2 separate regions of the Rattus norvegicus genome follow, and region 1 is linked to region 2. Evidence: chromatin contacts called from public Hi-C data. All regions are on one chromosome and are shown on one strand. The core of a region is the stretch at or near the end of the contact, and the rest is flanking DNA. Distances in the headings are between cores, read along the strand shown. Region 1 holds the start of Acvr2a (activin A receptor type 2A). Region 2 has its middle 420 kb from the start of Acvr2a.

What was found. Hi-C and Micro-C count contacts between places; a contact is called where the count stands out from the background.
Region 1: a Hi-C map of psoas muscle shows a contact between it and region 2, with 1.8 times the contacts expected there. The contact joins the promoter of Acvr2a here to the enhancer-like site in region 2. A contact is called at or near these places in 1 of 12 Hi-C or Micro-C datasets (psoas muscle) and 1 of 1 datasets of contacts at active chromatin or transcription factors (oligodendrocytes).

The regions. Positions count from the first base shown.
Region 1 is chr3:53,612,974-53,616,073 of GRCr8, reverse strand. It overlaps Acvr2a (activin A receptor type 2A), which reads right to left and starts at 1,288. Exons shown (of 11, transcript NM_031571.3): 1 at 1,220-1,288. The coding sequence starts at 1,274.
Region 2 is chr3:53,195,436-53,198,961 of GRCr8, reverse strand. No RefSeq gene overlaps it. Among named protein-coding and RNA genes, the nearest start is that of Acvr2a, 420 kb to the left of the region's middle. Within about 2 kb of position 1,406, at least 8 of the 93 cell types and tissues checked have an H3K27ac peak or open chromatin away from gene starts, as enhancers often do.

The DNA.
Region 1 (3,100 bases), core at 39-2,538, 420 kb before region 2:
CTTTATCCATTTATTAACCACAAGGAAATGTACCATTCAGCAAAATTCTATACATTACAAAAGATTCTATTAAAAGGGGGGTGGGGTGGGGAAGATGGACGGACACACACACACACAACAGAGAGAGGTACACAAAGAAAAGACTACCACCTTCTAATTTCCCTGTGACATACGAGGGAACGACACAGCCATGAAACCTGTCAATTCGTCCCCCACCCCTCTTCTTTGCCACAACCTAGGAAGTATCCACTGAATTTTTATAATGAATGTATTCACTGTGACTTTTAAACTGTTTCATCCCTCGAACTAACTCTCCTGTTAAGTGCGTTTGCACACCTTTCAGCTAGATGTATGCATTTCCAGAAATTCAAGTACAAAAGCCTAGTTTTTCCAACCACTGGTTGCAACCATACAACATCTTCATATAATCATAATTTTCGGATATAAAATGGCCAGAGTATTCTCCTAACCTTGAGCTAAAAAACATCTCACAAGAATAGCACATTTAACATGAGCACAATTTCACATGCCCTGTTCTAAACTGAAAACAATGTGTCAGTACAAAGCATTTAAAAGAAGTATTCCGTAGGTAAGCAGAATCTACGCCTGAAAAGAGCACACAAATGGTGGGTGAAAGCCAACACACACCACCAACACACACCAGCATACCTCTCCTGCACTGGGTTATGGTTAATACTCGGCAACTAAAACTATTTTTAACACTACTGGACAATGAAGTTGGAGAAAACGTGAGAGAAGACCTAGATTAAATCGCAGATAGGATGCATTGTTTCTCACAGTCAAAATTAAACACCAGCCCACTTGATCTATGTCTCGATATTCACCGGTGAAGCACTAATTAGATGACGACCAAAACCGGTCCTTGTTTTGGAACAGCTTAGGCTAAATGACATTTCGGAATACCTCCTTCTGGGTCTCAAACCTTTACATAAATTTTCACTTGTGGTATTTGCGGCTTCACAGCAACCCAACCAGCGCTGTCATCGAGTGTTATGGCCACAAACCATGACTTTCTCACTTGCACAACAACACGGCACTCAACCTATCAGTTCGCCAAACCAACCCAAAACAAGTGGAATTCGTGGAGATTTCCAGATTGTCAGGGCTGCGGGGTTGGGCGCGGGAAAAGCCTCGGCCCCAGAACTGCCCAGCCGACAGCAGCCGGCCACAGCCCCGCCGCGCCGGCTCCTCCACCTACCTGAAGAGCAAGAGATAAGAAAGACGGCGAACGCCAACTTTGCAGCAGCTCCCATTTTCCCGAGGCGCCGGAGAAGCCGTAGGAAGTTCTCGCTAGATATCCAGTTCCCTGGGTCTTCCTCGGAGACAAACCTCCTGGTGTAAAATCAACCGTCATAAAACATATTCGGAAGCCCCGAGGCGGGGGGGAGGGGGGAGCAAAAACGTTCACAGGGTCGAAAAAAGGGGGGAAAAAGGCACAACAATTTAAAAAATTGTACCACGGGGGAAAAACCGCCACATACACGCACAACACACAAAACCAAACAACGAAAAGCCAACAACAACAAAAGCGGGTTGGAATCACTGTCAAAATCACTGTCAGCTCCGCTCGCCTCTCGCGTCTCAGTGAACAAAACGCCTGACTGAGGCGACGAGGCGGCGGCGGCGGCGGCGCCCGCAGCCGCCCGGACGGTCCGGGAGCCGAGCTGCTCCGACGTCCGGACCGACCTTCAACCCGGACACCCAAAGTCCGCGGACCACGGTAGCCGAGCTTGCGGCGGTGGCGGTGCGAGGCGGCGACGGAAGACGGCCACCGGAGACTGCTGCGCAGGAGGCGGCCAAGTTCTGGTCCAGGCTGTGGCTCCGGCTCCCGGCTCCCGGCTCGGCCGCGTTTTCGGTCTCCTGGCCTCCGCCGGCCCCGCCCCCTACACTTCCGGTTCCGGCCCGAAGCTGGAAGCCAGGCGCGGCGGAGAACGCTCCGCGGCGGCGGTGGCGGCGGCGGCGGGAGCGGCGGCAGGGCGCAGCGCGCGTGCCGGGCGGCGAGCGCGAGGAGATTGCCCGGGAGGCGGGGCGAGCCGGAGGGGCGGGGCCGGGGCTGGAGCGCGCTCTGCGAGGCCTGCGGGACCCAAGACCGAGCTGACGGGACGGCGGGCCCTGCGGGTGCCTGCTACGGTCTCGAGACCCCTGGAGTGCCCAGTGCGGTGCCCGCCCGGGCGCGAGATCCGCGGCGCCCGAGCGGGATGGGCGATGCCAAGGCCGACTGCGGCGCCCAGCCTTTCCTCTGGGGGACGCCGAGGCCGCGCCGAGCTGATCGGAGTGGGCGGGAGCCGCACCCGCTGCTGCCCGAGCGAGCTCGGTGCTCGCGAGCCGGCCGCGCCCCCGCCGCGGAGGCCTCCCAGCGTTTGTCTTTGGGCTAAAAAATAAAGGCAGGAAGGGCTGTCCGCCAGGTCAGAACACCCTCGCCGGTTAGCTGGTTGTGCGGTTCGGATCCTTTCCACCATACCTTGTATACACAAAGCATTGTGTTGCAAACAGGTTTGCTCCTAGTTAGCGAGAAAAGTCTGTATTAAGCTTGAAGTGAAAACTGCAGATTTCAATGTATTGGACAGTCAGAGACGTTGGTATTATCAATTCTATGCCTCTTGTAAGACCTATTTTACCCCGTAAGCCATGTTGAACTGTTTCCCGGGTGTTCAGTTAAGCACCGAAACAAATACAAAATGTAAAAATGTGACCCCTACCTCCAGAAGCTCGGCTATTTGGGATATTAGAAGTTAACTAGAGCGTGCAGAGAATGATTGCTAGAGCCAGTACGTTTGCCATTTACCACAATTCAGCATAATAAAGAGGGAGATATTGTCTTTTTTTTTCCCACTTTACTCCAGCACTGAAGGTTTTGACAGGAATGCTTCCTCAGTAGAAACGTAAATATCTAGAGGTTTACCTTTTTATCTTAACACAATAACCTCTATCTACTATACAGTGTTTGGAGATTTTTTTTTTTTAATAAAAAAAAGGAAGCAACTGTGGGATGGGTAATTAATGTTTTAGTGTACACTGATTCCCACATTTTTCCACAAACTCACTTGTATTTATGTTTTCTTTTTCTCTTCCTATAAAC
Region 2 (3,526 bases), core at 157-2,656:
ATGGGAAAAGTTGATTCAATGGAATGTTCTTAGTGTTTGACTGGAGTCTCATCTCTTCTATCTCTTCTTTCTCTTCTCTAGACACGGTGTAGCACCCTAGTAGGGAATCGTAAGGAAAGGCTGTAGGAAGGGTGACAGATCTGAGTTCTGGAAAGTTGTTGATTTCATGATGCAAACCCTGAATCTCAGGAAGATTGAAGTGACATACTTTGAACAGAGGCCTCAACTCAGATTTTACAGCAATAAATTCGTCTCTCCCCACCTCACCATTATACCAGAAGTCAGCACACTTCTGAAAATTCTTTTTCATAAAAAATCATCTAAAATTCAAGCAGAAGGCATGCTTTGGGGGATAAAAGATGTGATGACCTTTTTGAAGGACATCTGTCAGTTCTGTGATACATGGATAGTTGCACGGCGAGGCAAATTTTAATAAGACCTGGAAAACTCCAGAAAGAGGAACTCATTCCTAAACTACCAAGTAAATGAACAGAATGTGAGGGGAACTCAATGTAGGAAGGTATTAATAGGGAAGTTAAGGGAGAAATGATTACTTGTGATTTCAATCAGAGAAAGCCATTTTCAAATGTTTATTCTCATTAAAGAATCTCATTCGTGTAAAGCTTTCTACCGAAACTAGATTAAAAAAAAAAAAAACATTGTGAGTGAATAGAAAGGATGAAATGGTTGCAAAGAAGCTTGAAACTGCGTCTCAAACTGAGTAACAATTTGCTATAAACTTTACCATGAACCAAGTTAAACTTTTAGGATGAAGGTCAGTCCTATAAGACTCTTTTCCCCTCCCCCCTCGAATGATTTCTTTTTTTGTTTTTTCCTTTGCCTCTTGTTTTTAGCAGACTCTTCATTTTTTTTCTGGAAATCAGACAAATTTCATTGATGGTCTCTTTCATTCTGCACAACGTGGGCAAGCTAAGTATCTTATGAGCCAATGATGTCAGAGTGAAAACTCCACCCACTTATATCAGCACATAGGTTTATAGTATTCCATAGGTATATTCTTCTAGACAAACCAAAGAACCAATGAGTACAAAAAACATTTTTTTTGAGGAAATTTGTAACTGGGATATTTCCTGAAATAAGGAAGCTTTAATTTGGAGCTGGGCATTGTGTTTGTATTGCCTTGACTTACAGTTATGCTAAGACTGTGTTGTTAGTGTCAGTGCTATTGGCCATGACTGTTTTTAGCTCATAATATGCTGCAACATTGTATATACAGATCTGTTGATGATGGCTCTTCAACAAATGATGTAACTCCTGCCAAGAATAGAACACAGAACAAAGCCACTTCCCTTTTTCTGTGCCTAATGGCTCATCCTCTAGACCGCTGTTCTCCACTCCCAGGAAAGGACTGTGTACAGTGGCCTGGCAGCCTCATTTCCCATGAGGCTAGTGAATAACAGTACTATCATTTTCCCGACAGGCACAGCGGCTCTCTCCACATCCAGTCGGTGATGATGCTGAGTGTTCAAAGGGCTCAGAGGTTCGAGCCTGGAAGCTGGGTTAGGCAGCTGCTTGAGGTAATTAGGAACTGGAAGGAAATTTTCTGAAGGCGTCCAACAGGAGAATGGAGCACCCATAGCAGGGGATGGCTCTCAGAATGCAGAGAAGTTGCTGAAAGGAGGCTAGGCTCCTGGGGAAAGTGCTGCAAGTGTGTAAAAATAGACACTTGTAGCTTATGTTTAACTGCTTAGGGTTGAGTTACACGCTGTCAGATGATGTTAACGTCAACACCAGATCCTGTGCATTGACGAGAGCTTGGAAAGTTTGGGTGAAAGGCTAAGTTACATTCTGGGGAAACATTCTCCTGACTCAATCTTTCTCTCAGCTTCTGTTAAGTTAGCACCTGGGTTAAGTTATGCAGGGTTCTTATTTTCTCTCTTTCTTTTATTCTTTTTCTTTTTTTTTTAATTTTTGGTTTTAAAAATATGTGCTGACACCCTGAATTCTGAAAAGAGCCTGGAGGGGCATTGAATAATCTTTTGACTATAGTATTACTCTTTTATGAAAATCCTGATAAGATTATCTTTCATACAGGTAAAACAAAAGAAAAAAATTCTACTTTTTCTTGTGTGCTGTATAATTAAAAACGCTAAGAAAATGCTAGGGTGGGCTGTGCATGGCTCAATAATCATTTTTCATTGTCTTGCAATTGATGGTATATAGTCATTAAGGTGGCACTATATGGAGGACATTTATTTTATGTGGGAGCTCCTTCCCTTGGGAGAGAGTAGGGCTCTCTGTCACAATGAAATATGACAGGAGGCAGGTTTAAACCTTTGCTGCTCAGGGAGACCTCCACAGAAAGTCTATTAACGTGGCAGTCTCCTGACCTGGAATACTCCAGTGGTTCCAATTCTGACCCCCTAGAGAGCAACTGTCAATGGTAATAAATCCAGCTCTATTGCATGGCATGAGTCCATTTCCACGAGAGTTTCCAGTTCTCTGCATCTCACATCTGATGGGTGGAAGTAAACAAAATAAAAACAAGTTGTATGTTACAAGGGACAACTGTTTCATGGACTGTTACTAGGTTTTGCAAATCAGGATTTCTTAGAAACGCAGGGATCATGACCATGTATGTCAGTCACCCCAAATGTTCTTCTACTTCATCCTCTGGATAACCCCTGGCAAACGGTGCTACTGTTTGTAACCACTAGCCCAGACCAGCTAGGTCCTCACCTTGAGGCTCTATTGACAATGTAGGAGGCTTCTTTTAGGGTTTTCTAATGGGTGGCTGAGCCAGATTTTAAACTAAATGTCATCCTTATATTGGCATAGTCCGTCTGGTCTCCATTCTTCACACAATTCTTGTTTGTAATGAATCAATAAAACAGAAGCTGGTACAAGTAGATTCCCTATGACCTGGGCAAAAGGCTTTGGCCACTGTATCTCAACCATAGCCATTGCTTTCCTGTCTGTCTTTCCTCTCAGTACCCAGGAGGGAGTATCCTTGATGAAAGGACTGAATCTCATTTGTCCTGTTTCCCCAACACCTAGTGCAGAGGCTGACCATTAAAACACACTCAGAAAGTAAATATTTGATGAAACAAATGGGGGTTTACCATCTGAGTACAATGTTTAGTAGGAGGAAAGAGGAAGAGGGAAAAGCTGAGAGCCATTTGCCAACTCTTATGCCTGGTGAATGACTCTCTAAAAACAGTTTATATGAGCTAGCTAAGGCCGTGCACAAATGACCTGAGTTTTGCTGTGGGGACCTGGCCACGCAAAGATGGGAAAAAGAAACACACAAACAGCAGCTCAGGGACCTTGAGGGAAGGAAAGGCAAGGAGAACAATCAATAGGTATCTCTTGTGGCTGCTGTTGTAAAAGTCCCTCTGTTAGGCTCCAGAGTAAGATTAGAGAGGACGGCCATCTTGTCATTATCAGAAGCAAAGTGAAATTGGAGCTTAATGACATGAGTGTTCAAAGGGCAGTGGGAGAGAGAACAATGTCATTAGAACAGGTAAGAAGGGGGCCGTGAAAGGGGCGCTTTTAAAAGCCGATG